Regions from separate parts of the Mus musculus genome. Here all the other regions are linked to region 2. Evidence: chromatin contacts called from public HiChIP or PLAC-seq data. All regions are on one chromosome and are shown on one strand. The core of a region is the stretch at or near the end of the contact, and the rest is flanking DNA. Distances in the headings are between cores, read along the strand shown.

What was found. HiChIP or PLAC-seq counts read pairs in DNA pulled down with a chosen protein or histone mark.
Region 1: a contact with region 2 is called in an HNF4G HiChIP or PLAC-seq map of pancreatic cancer cells. The contact joins two enhancer-like sites. A contact is called at or near these places in 1 of 115 datasets of contacts at active chromatin or transcription factors (pancreatic cancer cells) and 2 of 9 other capture datasets (adipose tissue and pancreatic islet).
Region 3: an HNF4G HiChIP or PLAC-seq map of pancreatic cancer cells shows a contact between it and region 2. The contact joins two enhancer-like sites. A contact is called at or near these places in 1 of 484 Hi-C or Micro-C datasets (embryonic stem cells), 2 of 115 datasets of contacts at active chromatin or transcription factors (embryonic stem cells and pancreatic cancer cells) and 3 of 9 other capture datasets (adipose tissue, embryonic stem cells and pancreatic islet).
Region 4: an H3K27ac HiChIP or PLAC-seq map of trophoblast stem cells shows a contact between it and region 2, with 3 times the contacts expected there. The contact joins two enhancer-like sites. A contact is called at or near these places in 3 of 15 datasets of contacts at CTCF or cohesin (the NIH/3T3 cell line, embryonic stem cells and large pre-B cells), 25 of 484 Hi-C or Micro-C datasets (the C2C12 cell line, the HL-1 cell line, the N1E-115 cell line and 9 more), 12 of 115 datasets of contacts at active chromatin or transcription factors (acute myeloid leukemia, differentiating embryonic stem cells, embryonic basal ganglia and 7 more) and 2 of 9 other capture datasets (adipose tissue and liver).

The regions. Positions count from the first base shown.
Region 1 is chr3:122,363,808-122,367,620 of GRCm38.p6, reverse strand. No RefSeq gene overlaps it. Among named protein-coding and RNA genes, the nearest start is that of Gm4610, 26 kb to the left of the region's middle. Within about 2 kb of position 2,095, at least 103 of the 459 cell types and tissues checked have an H3K27ac peak or open chromatin away from gene starts, as enhancers often do. A contact at or near this core is called in pancreatic cancer cells, where this site is marked.
Region 2 is chr3:122,513,951-122,517,351 of GRCm38.p6, reverse strand. All of the region lies in intron 7 of Bcar3 (breast cancer anti-estrogen resistance 3), which reads right to left. Among named protein-coding and RNA genes, the nearest start is that of Mir7657, 26 kb to the left of the region's middle. Within about 2 kb of position 1,596, at least 43 of the 459 cell types and tissues checked have an H3K27ac peak or open chromatin away from gene starts, as enhancers often do. A contact at or near this core is called in intestinal villus epithelium, pancreatic cancer cells and trophoblast stem cells, where this site is marked.
Region 3 is chr3:122,347,551-122,351,155 of GRCm38.p6, reverse strand. No RefSeq gene overlaps it. Among named protein-coding and RNA genes, the nearest start is that of Gm40139, 28 kb to the right of the region's middle. Within about 2 kb of position 2,280, at least 53 of the 459 cell types and tissues checked have an H3K27ac peak or open chromatin away from gene starts, as enhancers often do. A contact at or near this core is called in pancreatic cancer cells, where this site is marked.
Region 4 is chr3:122,312,112-122,316,046 of GRCm38.p6, reverse strand. No RefSeq gene overlaps it. Among named protein-coding and RNA genes, the nearest start is that of Gm40139, 7.6 kb to the left of the region's middle. Within about 2 kb of position 1,791, at least 34 of the 459 cell types and tissues checked have an H3K27ac peak or open chromatin away from gene starts, as enhancers often do. A contact at or near this core is called in intestinal villus epithelium, pancreatic cancer cells and trophoblast stem cells, where this site is marked.

The DNA.
Region 1 (3,813 bases), core at 846-3,345, 150 kb after region 2:
TGGAGTGAGGAACTAGGAGGGGCAGATAGATCTTGTTAAGAAAGAGAATACATGGTATGGATGGGGAGGGAGGAGCTGGAATGGAAGGACCAAATGGGAAGGGGGAAGGGAGGAACGAAGGAGGGGTGGGGGTTTGAAGAGATGTGGACCCCGTAGAATCATGTGTTTTAATGTCTAACCCATAGGCAGTGGCACTATTCCAAGGTGTGACTGTGTTGGAGTAGGCGTGGCCTTGTTGAAGGAAGTACATCACTCTAGGGATGGGATTGGAAGTCTCCTATGCTCAAGCTGTGGCCAGTGTGGTTCACAGTCTCCTTCTGCTGCCTGTGAATCAAGATGTAGAAGTCTCAGCTCCTCCAGCACCATGTCTACCTGCATACTGCCATGCTTCCCAACATCACGAGAAGAGACTAAACCTCTGAAACTGTAAGCCAGCACCAACTAAATGTTTTCCTTTATAAGTGTTGCAGTGGTCATGGTACATCTTCACAGCAACAAAATTCTAAGATAGAGGGAATACAGGGAGACACAGCTAAAATTAAGGGCCATTTGAGGGGCAGGGAAACCTAATACAATAAAAGTTTCCTACAATACATATACATGTGAAGGTGATCTAAATGAAGTTGCCAAAAATGGGGGAGACAGAACCCCAACTGGACATCTCTCACCACCAAATGATGCTTCTACTACTGGAAATAGGTTATATCTAGTTAGGTTGTTGGCCAAAGAGGTCCCATGGGAAAACCTAAACACTCCAGACCATCAGACTATGGGTTGCTATCCATAAACTGATGGGATGGCCCCATTGCTGAAGACAACACCTATACTCCTCATTGAACATGAAGAGAGAGGTGGTGTCTACATAGAGCTTTCAACCCTATGTGCTAGCATCTTTGTTACAGGACAGCAACTCTGCAAACTACCAATGAAGAAACGTAAACACCAACCTAGCCATAGGCCCTTAGATCTACAATGGTGTCCTGCCTACAAGATATGTTAATGCTATCGTGACACAAAGCTTCAGAGAGTAACCAGCCAGGCTTTGAGTTGACTCAACCCACTCCAAGAGGTAGATTCCATATCTGACTCTGTTTGGGTGGCAAGGAACCTGAGACTAGGTAGCCCAGGAACCTAGAGTAAAACCAAACACTACTGTTCTACTGAAGAATATAGCAATAAACATAAAAATAAAGAATGACTCCTAATGACATCCTGCTATACTCATAGATCAGTGTCTTGCTCAGCCTCCTGCAGCAGATGGGGACAAATGCAGAGATCCATAGCCAGGCAATACTCAGAGAGTGAGAGACCTTGGAACTCTAAGCCTAAACAGGATGTCCCCATCAAATCCCTCCTCTCAGGGCTAGGGAACCCTATGGGAGGATGATAGAGAGAGGATAAGAGTGGGTCTCTATGTCTGTATTTTTTTGTTTTATTATGTGATAGTTTTATCTTATTATATTTCATTATTTTCCCTTATTAACCTGTTTGTTTTCTACTGAGAGACAAAAATGGTTGGATCTGGATGGGCAGAGAGGTGGGGAGGAACTGACGGGAGTAGAGGGAGGAGAAACCGTAATCAGGATACATTATGTGAGAAAAAAGTGTATTTTCAACAACAACAACAGCAACAACAAAAACATAATTAAGACACCAAACTACTTACTTAAAAAAAAAAGCCAAATATTTCCCTAAACCACATAAAAAGGAACCCACATATATGCAGGGAAATGGTGGGATTAGCTTGTGCACTATGCTAGCACAAATAAAAATATTCAGCAATGGTGACTGGAGGGCGGACAAGGAGATGGTAGTTAATGGACCCAGGGTTTTCTGTGTGCTTACTCAGCTCTGAGCCCTTCACAGTTAGGGATTTCAGCTCCGAGCCCTTCACAGTTAGGGATTTCAGCTCCAGGCCCTTCACAGTTAGGGATTTCAGCTCCCAGACCACCACAGTTAGGGATTCTGCTCACAGCAGGCTTATAGAAGGAAGGTTACTCAACTTTATGGCTGACAAAGCAGAGACACAGGCAGTTGAGTAATTGTCCAGACAGGCTGCGAATCCAAACCACTTCACCACGATCCCTGTTGTGTGAGAGGTGAGAGGAGGGAGAGAAAGGGGAGGAGCCCTGCTGGCTGCACTCAGGCTTCATGGCTGAGGCTGGAGCGCTGGATGATACAACTAAAAATAGAAACTGGATCAGACCAAGGATTCTTATATGCCATGATACAGTCTGAATCTTTTTTTCTACAGAATCTTCTGGAACTGGTCAGAATGCAAATTCCTGACCTTTTCCCTTCGTCCATAAATCAGAAAGTTTGGATTCTAAAAGGCTTCTCTGTAGGCCAGTGGTTCCCAGCCTTCCTAATGCTGTGACATTTAACACAATTCCTCACGTTGTGGTGACCCCAACCATAAAATATTTTGTTGCTACTTCATAACTGTAATTTTGCTACTGCTGTGAATTGTAATGTAAACAGCTGGCATGCAGGATATCTGCTAATCCCTTGAAAGGATTGTTCAACCCTTCCTTGGGGGGTTGTGACTCGAAGGTTGAGACCCTCTCCTCTTGACCCTTTTACACACTTAAGACTGAGAGCCGCTGCTGTCAGCTATATAGACACATTAGTATTTTGAAGTCAGGGAGACAGAGCTACAGGTGAATTTATTTTCCAGAAAGCAATGGACTGGAGAGGGCAAAGCCTTAACACAGATGCTCAATACAGAGTTTTCTGTGCTGTCCAGTGCTGGTGAGAGTCTCAACCAGGGAAATACCAGTATACTAGGCTAAGCAGTGTGTGCTTCCCCCTACACACACACACACACACACACACACACACACACACACACACACATACACTGCTTAGGAATTCACGTCTGTCTAGAACTTGAGAATGCAGGCTTCTGTGGCCACGGGCTTGTGCGGATGTTAACATGAGGTCACAGTGCATTAGGGCAAGCTTAATAGTGTCTTTGTGGCAGAGACAAGGAAATGTGGATGGAAGCAGACACTGAGAGATGTATAGAAAAGGAGTCATGTGCCAAAATAAAGCAGAATAAAACAAAAAGTCCACAAAAATGCCACTGGGGTCCTTTGTGTCGCCCAACAACTCTTGGGCATGGGGCCTGACCTGAAGTGTGATTGATATACCAGTGAAGTTTTGAGGTTTTGTTTTGCTTTTTTCTTTTTTAAATTGTGGTTGGGGGTTGTTTTGGTTTTGTGTCTGTGTCTGTGGTGTGTGTGTGTGTGTGTCTGTCTGTCTGTCTGTCTGTCTGTTTTACCTCCTTTTTTGTGTGTGTCTTATTTTTTAAAAGAAAAAGAACATAAAGCTGCTTGGGTAGGGAGGTGGGAGGACCCGTGAGGAGTTGGGGGAGGGAAAAACATCTTCAAAACATATCATATGACAATATTTTTAATTAAAATTAAAATATTATATTTAAAAAAAATCAAAGATGATGGGGCAAGTTGGGCAATTCGGTCACACGCCTTGGAGGGCCACATGGTGCCTCCTTCCAGGAGCAAGCAGAGACTGAGAGCATCTTCCCTCAGAGACTCCAGGAGTCAGCCTTGCTCATAGCTTGACACTTTCGAGCTTTTCTGGCTCTTGAGGTGTGAGACCAGATGTATTTGATGTGATTTGCCCTCCAGATGTTCATGGGGTGATAGGACCCTTGAAGAAGAACAGCTTTGTGGTAGGCTGCTAGGTCCCTGGAGACGCTGTTCTCCTAGAGTGAGTTCTCACAAGGGCAAGCTGTTATAATAGTGGAACCTGGCCAAGGTCTCCGTGGGGCTCCCTGTCTAGTCATGCTAT
Region 2 (3,401 bases), core at 347-2,846:
GCAAGAAGCCCCTGGTCGGAATTAAGTGTCAATCACCCATCATCAGGTCTCTTTCCTGAGCTACACATACTTTCCAGGGCTGAGCTGGAAGACTGCGGGATGTTGAGCCCACCCTGGGGTCAAAGCTAAGTCCTCTGGGGATTCGAGGAGGAGGAGGATGTGTTTACTGTGGCAGAACAGGGTGGCAGGAACGTCCTAAGGCAAGACCCTCTAAGTCCCACTTGCCACCACTCTGTGGACCCATTCAAGACCCCTGGCCTGGCCCTCCTCTCAGCTACCTAGAGTCCTAAAATGCAATCAGACCGCCAGGTCCAATCACTAGGTGTTCTGGCTCTGCTGTCCCCAGCACAGAGGCCTCAGACCTGAGCCCACAGGCACATGGGTTTGTTTCCCTAGCTTAATGGTAAAGCGCTATAACAGCAAGATCCTGTGTGAGCCCAGATGTAGAAACCTGCAACACTGAGGACAACACGCAGGTCCATCCCAGCCCACCCCAAGCCCCTCTGCTTTGATCCAGAAATGAATCCCATTTAGACCAACCCCTGTCCCCATAGCTTGTGACAGCACAGGTGCCTCCAAGCCTGCAAGACACGTTCTGCAATCACCTTGCCAACTGCTCAGCCTTCCAAAGTCATCTCGGGTTGGCCATGATCTCTAGCTTCAAGGCCTTGCTCAAGCCTAGGGAGTCCAGCCACTCCTGCTAGAGCGTTTCCTGGCCATGCTGTGGACCAAGTTCCTGTATCACATCTCCTCTCAGCCCATTCCCTTCAAACAGTAGGTCCGTCCAGGATAGACATGCCAGTGAGCCGGGCATGCAGCAGGTGCTCAATCAAGGTTGAACATGTAACACTCATCAACACTTCCTGCTTTACTCTGCACCAGGCAAAGTGCCAGGGCTTCAGATATGTTATCTCAGTCTTTACTGACCATCTGGGTAGGGAGTACTCCATTCCACAAATGGAGAGGAGAACAAGGGCCATGCAGCTGTTAAGGGACAATGGTGGGATTTGGACTCATCCCTAAAGGCCAAATGGGAGACTTCATTTCCACATTCAAAGACAGCAGGTGGCAGAGTGGCTGTGCTCCACCAGGACAAGTGAGGCACAAGCAGTGTCCACCTGTAGGTGGCACGGGCCCTGAGCTGGGGTGCTGGACACTGATGGGCTGCAGCTTCCGGTGTGCTCAGAACCACCCACTGTCCTGATGCCCTGAGTAAGCAGCTGTTCCTGAACCATGTGCTATGGGCACAAGGCCCCAGATGCTGCTCTATGCCTGCTTCTGCCTCCTACTTGGCTCCATTTCATTGATTTACAGTGGGAAAGAGTTTTCCTGTCGGAGACACTGGCACAGCCTGTGTCTGTAGCAGTTCTGGGAGAAGATCAAGGCACGGGTGGTAGAGGGAAGACTGCAGACTGCAGAACAGCCTTGCCCATGAGGCTAGGGTGCACAGAGCCAAGGCTACCTTCTCCCTGATTGCTGGGGACTCCCAAGCAACCTGTCTTTCAATGGAACCTGAAGACAGATCCAGGGAGGAGGCCCAGGCAGAGGACAAAATGCTCAGGGCAGGAAATGCAGGAGGAGGGCTGCATACTTGTCAAGTGACATCAGACTCGGGCTCTCCTCTGAAGGATGTCAACGGCAGTGGGAAGCTTCCAGACCTGTAAGGAGTGGGCAGGCAGCTCCTCTTTCTCTCCTAAACTCTCAAGCCCTCATATACAGCCAAGGGCCCACTGCCCCCCAGAAAAGGAGCTCTTCTGCAACTGCAGACCCCTGTGTGTACAAGGAGTTCCCTCCTGAGGCTTGTGGGTGGGCGGGCTCACACTCGGTGTGAATCTCACTCACCTCAGGCCTACTGGCATGGTGCTGAATGCTCAGACCCAGGGCCCAGCCTGACTGGCCTGCTGGGACAGGAACTCTCAGTCTTCTCTTGCCACCACCTGACAGTAGGTACGGATTTAACATGGCAAATTCTCTGCCTACCTGTGTGTTCTGCACAAGGCTGCCCAGCCACCAGAGTTAACAAGTCCTGTTCTTTCCCTTGGAGCCTGCTTAGCAGGGACACGCCCTCCTTCCTCTACAAGCAGGGATGACACCCTCAGCCACAGGCTCTGACCTACACTGGTCATCTAGTTAGCCTTCCAGTCCTGGAGTCAGGAAAAGAGCTCTTTCTACCGAGGTTATTCGGTGACCCTCCAGTTCACTCTGGGAGTCTTTTTTCAGCCCCCAAACCCCCTGCGGTATGGCTAGGAGATTAGATTTACAGCCAGGATTCCTGACACAGGAAGGAAAATCCAGCTTTTGAATAAATCTAACCTTTAAAACTCATGGCCTTCTCTGAGCTGAATGAAACAGGGCTTTAGATTTCCCTGAGGTCTTACCTATCACTCAAGTGCCCAAGTATCAACTGCTATATACCAGGAAAGTGGGCTAAGCCCAAGATGCCCGTTGTCTAAGGGATGCCAAGAGCTTATATACACAGATCACCTGCTCCTGAAGCAAATGCCCCTATTAAAAATGAGGATGGGGCTGGAGAGATGGCTCAGCAGTTAAGAGCACTGACTGAATTTCCAGAGGTCCTGAGTTCAATTCCCAGCAACCACATGGTGGCTCACAACCATCTGGAATAGAATCTGATGCCCTTTTCTGCTGTGCATGAAAACAACACTCATATATATAAAATAAATAAATAAATAAATAATCTTTAAGGAAAAAACCCCAAAGACGATAAGAATGTACATAGATATGGACTGAGAGTCAGGCTTGGAATTGTATCTATGTATAACAGTTTTGTTCTCAAATGCTAATAAGCCTGATATTCCACATCCCAAACACTGTCAGTGGTGAGCATTAGGAAGTGGGGGTTTCTAAAATTAGCTTTTCATCTTCTATTTCATTTTATGTGTATGTGTGTTTTGCCTGCATGTATGTCTATGAAACGCATGTGTGGGTGGTGCCAAAGACACCAGAAAGGGGTGTCAGATGCCCTGGACCTGGAGTTATAGATGGTTGAAAGCTGCCATGTAGGTACTGAGAATCAAAGGGGTCCTGTGAAAGAGCAGCCAGTGCTCTTAAGCACTGAGCCATTCCTCTAGCCTGAGTTTTGAGATATTTTAAATTCATTGTGTGTGTGTGTGTGTGTATGTGTGTGTATGTGTGTGTGTGTGTGTATGTATGTGTGTGTGTGTGTGTATGTGTGTATGTGTGTGTGTGTGTGTATGTGTATGTGTGTGTGTGTGTGTGTATGTGTGTGTGTGTGTGTATGTGTGTGTGTATGTGTGTGTGTGTGTGTGTGTGTGTGTGTGTGTGTGTACACATGTATATATGTCACAATGTGTGTACAGTCAGAGGATAACTTGCAGAAGCTGGGCCCTCTTTCAACCATATGGGATCTGGGGAATGGA
Region 3 (3,605 bases), core at 1,031-3,530, 170 kb after region 2:
TGATCTTGGAGACCACTGACAATTCCAGCCTCACCATCCTGACAGTAGTGATGTCCCAACAAGTGCTTCTGGTCCTGGCTGAGAGCCAAGACTGGGAGTTAATTAGAAGATATTCACCCCAAGAGGATGGAAGAGTGAACAGACCCCTAAATGCCCCCTTTCCTGTTTCCCTTCCTTATATCTGTGATGTCTGACATTGATGATGGGAAATGAAGAAAGATTCGTTTTTATTCTGGTTCATGGTTTCGGATGGTTTACCAGATGGTGGCTTGGCCCATGAGCTAGGACAGAACATCATGGTGATGAGACTATGTGGTAGATGAGCCTCTTCCCCTTGTACGGGGTGGGAAGCAGAGAACTCAGCAATGAAAAGGGATCATGAAAAAATAATTGAGCTCCTCAAAGACATGTCCCTAGTAACCAACTTCCTCCCACAAGGCAGGAAGTCCCCCTGCCTCCCAAGAACCTATTCCAAAGTTGAATCTATCAATAGGCAAAACCTCTCGTTAACCCAGAGTCCTCGTGATATGATCCTCCCTGGAAACACCCCCAAAGACATTTCTGGAGGTGTGCTTTCCTACCTCCTAAGTGTTTTATGCTGATTGGTGTTTGTCAACTTCACACAAGGTAGAGTTATCTGGAAGGAAGAAACTCAGCTGTGAAACTCTTCCCTCCAGATTGCCTGTGGGCAAACCTGCGGGGCATTTTCTTGATTGAAGATGGATGAGAAAGGGCACACCCACCTTTGGGTAGATAGTCCTGTGTTGTATAAGAAAGCAAGCTGGGCAAGACGTGAGGCGCAAGCCAGTAAGCACCATGCCTCCATGGCTTCTGCTTCAGTTCCTTCTTCCAGGCTCCGGCCTTGAGCTTCCCTCAGTGATGGAATTTGACCTGAGAGTTGTAAGATGACATAAACCCTTTTCTCCCCTAAGTGCTTTTGGTCATGGCATTTTAGGACTGCAATAGAAATCCTAAAAACAATATTTAACTCAATCAGGTTGACAGGATTAACAGTCAAATCATTGGCAACCTTCCTAACCCTTTAATACAGTTCCTCATGTTGTAATGACCCTCAACCTTAAAACTATCTTGTTGCAACTTCATAACTGTAATTTTGCTATTGTAATCAATCATTATGAATCATAATGTAAATATTGATGCATAGGATATCTTATATTTAACCCCCAAAGAGATCGTGACCCATCGTGACCAGTTGAAAACTGATGCTCTAGAGACTGTAAGGAAGTCTGTTTCCAGATAACTCTACCTTGTGTCAACTCGACAAAACCCAATCAGCACAAAATACATGGAAGACAGGAAAGCACTACTCTAGGTCTGTCTTTGAGGATAATATCGCAAGGACTCTGGTTTAATGAATGGCTTTGCCTATTGATAGATTCAAAATTTGAACAGGTCATTGGGAAGCAATGGAAATTCCTGCCTAGTGGGGGGGGGGGAAGCTGGTCACTAAGAACATGTCTCAGGGGAGTTCTAATTTTCCATGATCCTTTCTTGTCTCTTCCAGCCCCTCGTGACTGCCAGCACTCCTTGGTTTGTGGCTACATCACTCCAATCTTTGTTCTAGGACCACACTGTCTTCTGTCTATGTGAAATCTCCCTCTGCCTTTTATAAAGATATTTGTAATTACATAGAGAGGCTCCACCCAAACAACCCAGAATAACTCCTTCCTCTTGTGATCTTCTACCACAAAGGCCCTTTTGCCTATAAGGCAGCAGTCACAGTTTCCAGACATTATCAGCCTATCGCATGCATTGTTTAATGCTCATAAATATTGCCGGAGCCACATGCAGACTGCCCCATCTTCTGCTCATCCTCACTGTTGCTGGCACAGGTTCCTGTTGCTGCTCCCAGCTTCGGCTGCTCTTTTCCACTCTGTTTGACTTCTCTTTGATGATCCCTCAGCCATTAATAATTCTAACTTCCCGGTGACAACCTTTTGACTCTTAGTAAGTAGCAGGTTTACTTTTCCAAAGAAAAGCATGTAATTGTTTTGATGGTTAAATAACCTGGTAGATAATTAATGTGACAATTTAAAGCTGGTCTGTGTGAGGGGAGGGGAGTCTATTTCTTTTATCAGAACAGCACCTTGAGATATCAAGAAGATAAAGACAATTTCTCTAGGAAGTGTGGATTATGACTAATAAATCATAGTAGGGATGTATCTGCCTGGGAACCAGCTGTAATGATCTTACAGAGCACTCACTCCTGATGCCTGTCAGTGTCATGATGATTCAGTGCCACATGGGCTGGAACTATATTGCTCAACATGTTATACTGTGAGTGAAATCGGGTGTGTCTGTGGCCTGTGCACCTATCTCAGCTGGTAGCTAGATCGGGGTAGGAAGAGACAGAAATGCTCTTGTGTATCCTTTATCAGCCACGACACAAGGAAGTGTTGGACATAGGAAGGTTCCAGATCAACGTCTGACCGAATACTCATGTGGTCAGTTTTCCTTCTTAAAATGTTCAAACTACCACTAAGTTTGGAATTACAAGATGATTCATGTTAGCCACAAAGCATTATGTAGGCCCGGAAAATATACTAAAGAATCCTTCATCAAAAGAAATAAGTGATGGTGTGTGTCTATGTGTGTATGTGTCTACAGTAACTTTTGTTATTTATGTGTAGGGGGCACACACTACTCACACTTGTGGAAACCCAAGGAGAACTTCCAGAAATCTGTTCTCTCCTCTGCCTCGTGCTTCTCAGGGACTGAATTCATGGTAGCAGGCTTGGCAGCATACGCCTTTCGCCTTTTATCATGGAGCGGTCCTGCTGGCCTCCAGTGTGGTAACTGTACTGATCTCCACCATGATTCCCACTAGAAATATAAATCATCAAGTAAAAGGAAATGAATGCAATATCTAAAGTGGATATTTCAATGGACAGAGGGCAAAAAAAAAATCTGAAATCATATTAGCAATTACTTGGAAATTATGTGATACAAGTTGGTTCAAGTTGAAGAAAATCCAATTTCCAGAAACTCCCATTATTTTTGCACCTTCCCTCACAGCATTCTCAAATTTGAAATTAAGTGTTTAACTTATAGATGGCTGATTCTCACTTACAAAAGAAATACAAGTATTATGCAAATCACCTCGTATCCACACAACTTCCACAACTACACACTTACAACTCTGCAGCTTGCTACATATTCTCCATGAGTAGTTTGCTTAAAGCTCTTGATGCATCCCCTGCCCCTTTCCTGTTTCACTCGAAACATCTCAGCTTAAAGGAACGTGATAAATGGGGGGGGGGGGTCTTATCTTAACACAACAAGGCACCAGAATTGGTCCCGGTTGAAGGAATTTGTACTCTAATTGAGCAAAGATTATTCTTTCAACTCTCCTTTGATATTTGGCATTGGACCAAGGAGCCTAAAATTAGCTGCCTTTCGAATCCAGGTGTGGCTGAGTGGAAGCAATTCCATTTGCCCCAGGAAGTCACAGGAGTTGTTGAAATAGTTTAAGTGGGATTCTGGTCAAGGTGTTTGTTTGGGGCCACCTCTTGCTGCAGAAAATGAAAAGCCACCTTACCGCAGAGATGAAAGGGACCACTGAGAACATCACTTAGGAACTCTCC
Region 4 (3,935 bases), core at 542-3,041, 200 kb after region 2:
ACAAAATAAGTCTAGTGAAAACCAGTGCTCCCAAGGATGGGTGAAATAGTATCTTCCATCCCTTGTGCTACGTTTAAAACTTCACGACAAAACACCTTCTAGGGGCTGGTGAGATGGCTCAGTGGGTAAGAGCACCCGACTGCTCTTCTGAAGGTCCGAAGTTCAAATCCCAGCAACCACATGGTGGCTCACAACCACCCGTAATGAGATCTGATGCCCTCTTCTGGTGTATCTGAAGACAACTACAGTGTACTTACATATAATAAATAAATAAATCTTTAAAAAAAAAAAAAAAAAAAAACACCTTCTATCAGGTGATGGGGGCTGCTTCTCCTCCCCTTGAACCCGAATGGGATTTTATCATTTCCCAAAGCCACGGCTTTAGGAAATGGTGCTAAATCCCCTCTGCACATGGGCTGTAAATAAGTCACAGGGCTCTACCTTGTTCCTGTATTCCCGTGGCACAGAAGTGAGCTGGCTTCCCGGTAGTAGGAAGACAGCAGGAAGCAAATGGGTTGCTAGATTAGTAAATGGTGTCTTATTTCAGAACGTGGCATTAACTAACACAAGTAATCGGAGCAAAAACACTTAAAATCTGCCTCAGAACAGGAATAAGAGTGGCAAAGCATGGGGCATTAGCATGTTATGCTAATTCGTCATTAAGAGGTCTTTGCTAGTTATATCACTTTATACTATTTGCATATATTAACAACTGCTTCATTAATGGGGCACTTAATTCCACAGTAAGGAGAATTAAGATTAGAATATACTTGTTGCAGGATAAAATATGAAATGTAAAATAGCAGAATTAAAATGAAGTGGGAATTATACGTTATCTCTAGGTCCTTGGATAACATATTCTTTTACAGATGTATATATGTATATGTGTATATGTGTGTATATATATATATGTATATGTAATCTTCAACAGCAATACTTCTGTAATCAAAATAATTCTGGAATATTAGCCCCTTATGTTTCTCTAAGGACATAGGCAAAGTATTGCATATAGTTAAGGTAGTTGTTATGCCTACCCCTCCCCAGAGCGTACACCCCTCCAAGTCAGATCACCCAGAAGTCAGTGTGAGGAAACCTTAGGCTTCCTGCATAGCTTCAAAACTCTGTCTAAAATCCTCATCTCCCTTCAACATCAGCCTCTCTGGTCAGCAGCTATGAATGTCAATCACCACGACAGACACCTGAGAGAAAGCCTTTCTGAGGAGGATGCATCCATTGGCCTTGTGGTTTCAGAGAGCCCGGGCCCGTAGACAGCTTCTCTGAGACAATGGTGAGACGGACCCTCGTGGCTAAAGGATGCCGCTGAGGAACACTGTTGGACAGAAGGCAGGAAGAGAGAGACAGAGATGGGATTAGGTAAGTGGCATTGTCTCTCCAGGGTGTGACCTCCACGACCTTTTCCTCCAGCTAGCTCCACCTCCCAATAACGTCATTATATTATGAACCCACAAGGGGATTGACTGAGCCACTGTTTAGGTCAGAGCCCTGAAGAGCCAATCACTACTCTTTTTAACATGGGGTCTCACTATATAGCTGAGGCTATGACTCACATTTGCTTAACATATGGGAGGCCCTAGTTTGATTCCCTGTCACGTATACATATGTATGTGTATGTGTATATGTATAGGGATTATCTTTCCAAACTTGAATATCCCACACCTCCTTTGGTGGTATCAGAGGACAGGAGTCTTTAAGAAAACAAGGAACTCTTTGTAGAGCTCAGCTCCCTCTTAGCTACAGTGCTTAACCACTCTTCTTTCCATGACTCACGGACAGGACAGTCCCTTTCCTCCGGCCCTTATCTCACTGGAGCCTAGGGCCTGGATCTCCTATCTCGTTTCCCCTCCCCCTGGCCAGCTTTCGCAGCTCTACCAGGTCTTTTGAAGGTGCTGCCTCTGGTCACGTCTCCTTTAGTCTCACTCTGTCCCAGCAATAGCAGCCTCCCTGCCTCACCCCCTGCCTTTCTTCTCATTATTTCCCTAGAGAACTCAGAGGAGGAGCTTGGACCAGCTGGGCTTCGCTTGTGCATTCCGCTCCTCTCTCAAGGAACTTCCTCTATCCCATGCCCTCCTGATCTCAGTTTGAGTTCATTCATCCATGATGTTGTCCGGTCCAAAGAACCACTGTGCACCCCAAAGTAGCCCCAGTTTCCCTTGGATCTCTTAGAATACTTTTTAAAAAAAGATTTATTGATTTTATGTATAAGAGTACACTGTAGCTGTCTTCGGACACACCAGAAGAGGGCATCAGATCCCACTACAGATGGTTGTGAGCCACCATGTGGTTGCTGGGAATTGAACTCAGGACCTCTGGAAGAGCAGTCAGTGCTCTTAACTGCTGAGCCAGCCCTCCAGCCCTCCGGCCCTCCAACCCCTCTTAAAATACTTTTTCATGTGCAGTTTTAGCCATGGTGGAAAGACCTACAGATGGCCAGGATGGTCGTGTCCTATGCCATTGCAACTGTGTGTGGTCCAATCGGGTGGCTTGTTAGAGATGTAAGTACTTGACTTGCATATCCCAAGCCTGTGTGAACCAGAATCCTGTAGGTGGGAGAGGTCACCCTTAGGCTCTGCCTCCTCTCCAGTATACCTTGGGCTCTCCCTATCCTGGGTCCTCTCTAGTAGCTTCTCCTCACGGCATCATTTTCCTGTTAATATTTGACTATGTACATCACCCATGCTCAGATCCTAGGAGCCGGATGTTCTGGAAGGACTAACCCAGAAAGCAGTAAGTAGCGGCTTTACCCACGCTAAGGAATGCTTCTGTTCTCTGCTGCACAGACCTTGGAGCGCTCCCTCTGTCCCATTCCCTTGCTCCAGATTGCTTTTTTTGGGCAAGGTCCCTGCTCTCCTGCCAAGTACAGGCGTGTGTTGCATTCACAAACATGTGCAGTGAAGGTCGCCTGCTTGTCTGGTGGTTCAGATAAGCTTTGCACACAGGTGCCCTGGCCAGCCCAGGGCAAAGGTCAGTGCTCTGCAGAGGGCCAAAGCCACACTTTCCTAAGAGGCCCCTCTGTACTCCCTAACCCACTGAGGGAACTTTAGACCTCAAATCAGGTAGGAAGGCTCTTCCGGAATAAGATGTGCATGTGTGTGTCTTTTATTTGGATATAAGTTTGAAGTTACGGAAAAGTCGTAAGTACAGCATGTGGAATTCCCATCCACTCTACCTAGGTTCACATTTTACCTACATCTGTTTCTATTATGACTTTTATTCTTGGGTGGGGGTGGGAAGGTATCATTCAAAAACAGGTTAAGGACATTATGCCCATTTCCCCCTAAATTATTTTGAGAGAAACATGTCAAAACACAGCACAGTTAACAACTTTGAAAAGCATAATATTGACACAATTTATCTAACCCACAGTCCAAATTAAGATGCTATCAACCACCTTAATATTTCTTATGTCTATGGCTTTTTCCCACCCAAGGACCCATTCAAATCATTCATTCGTTTGTTCACTCGTTCGTTCATTCATTATATCTAGTTGTTCCATCTCTTTAATCTTCATAAACATGGAACTGCTATTTTTTAATTCTTTGACCCTTGCTATTTTTGAAGGCTATCAGATGGTTGCTTAGTAGACTGATCTTTTACCTGGTATTTCAGGATTCAGTTTAGGTAAGCATTCTCTGAGAGGAAAAAAATCACCAAGGTAGCATTTTATCTGGTGAGAAAGCTCCTGCCTGCCCTCTGAACCAATACTAGCAGAGTTACCATTGCTCTCTACAAAGACTGCAAACAACCACTTTGTGGAGGGTGCCCTCTGCTGGCCATTTCTAGCACTGCAGCTGTAAACTTCCAACAACAACCCTGGACACAGGGTTGCGTGACCCTGGGAATTATTCCTCCTTATTAACTTTGATTCCCTCACTGATAGAATGGGGGACATCGGTGTCTTCTCTGCTTCTCTTACA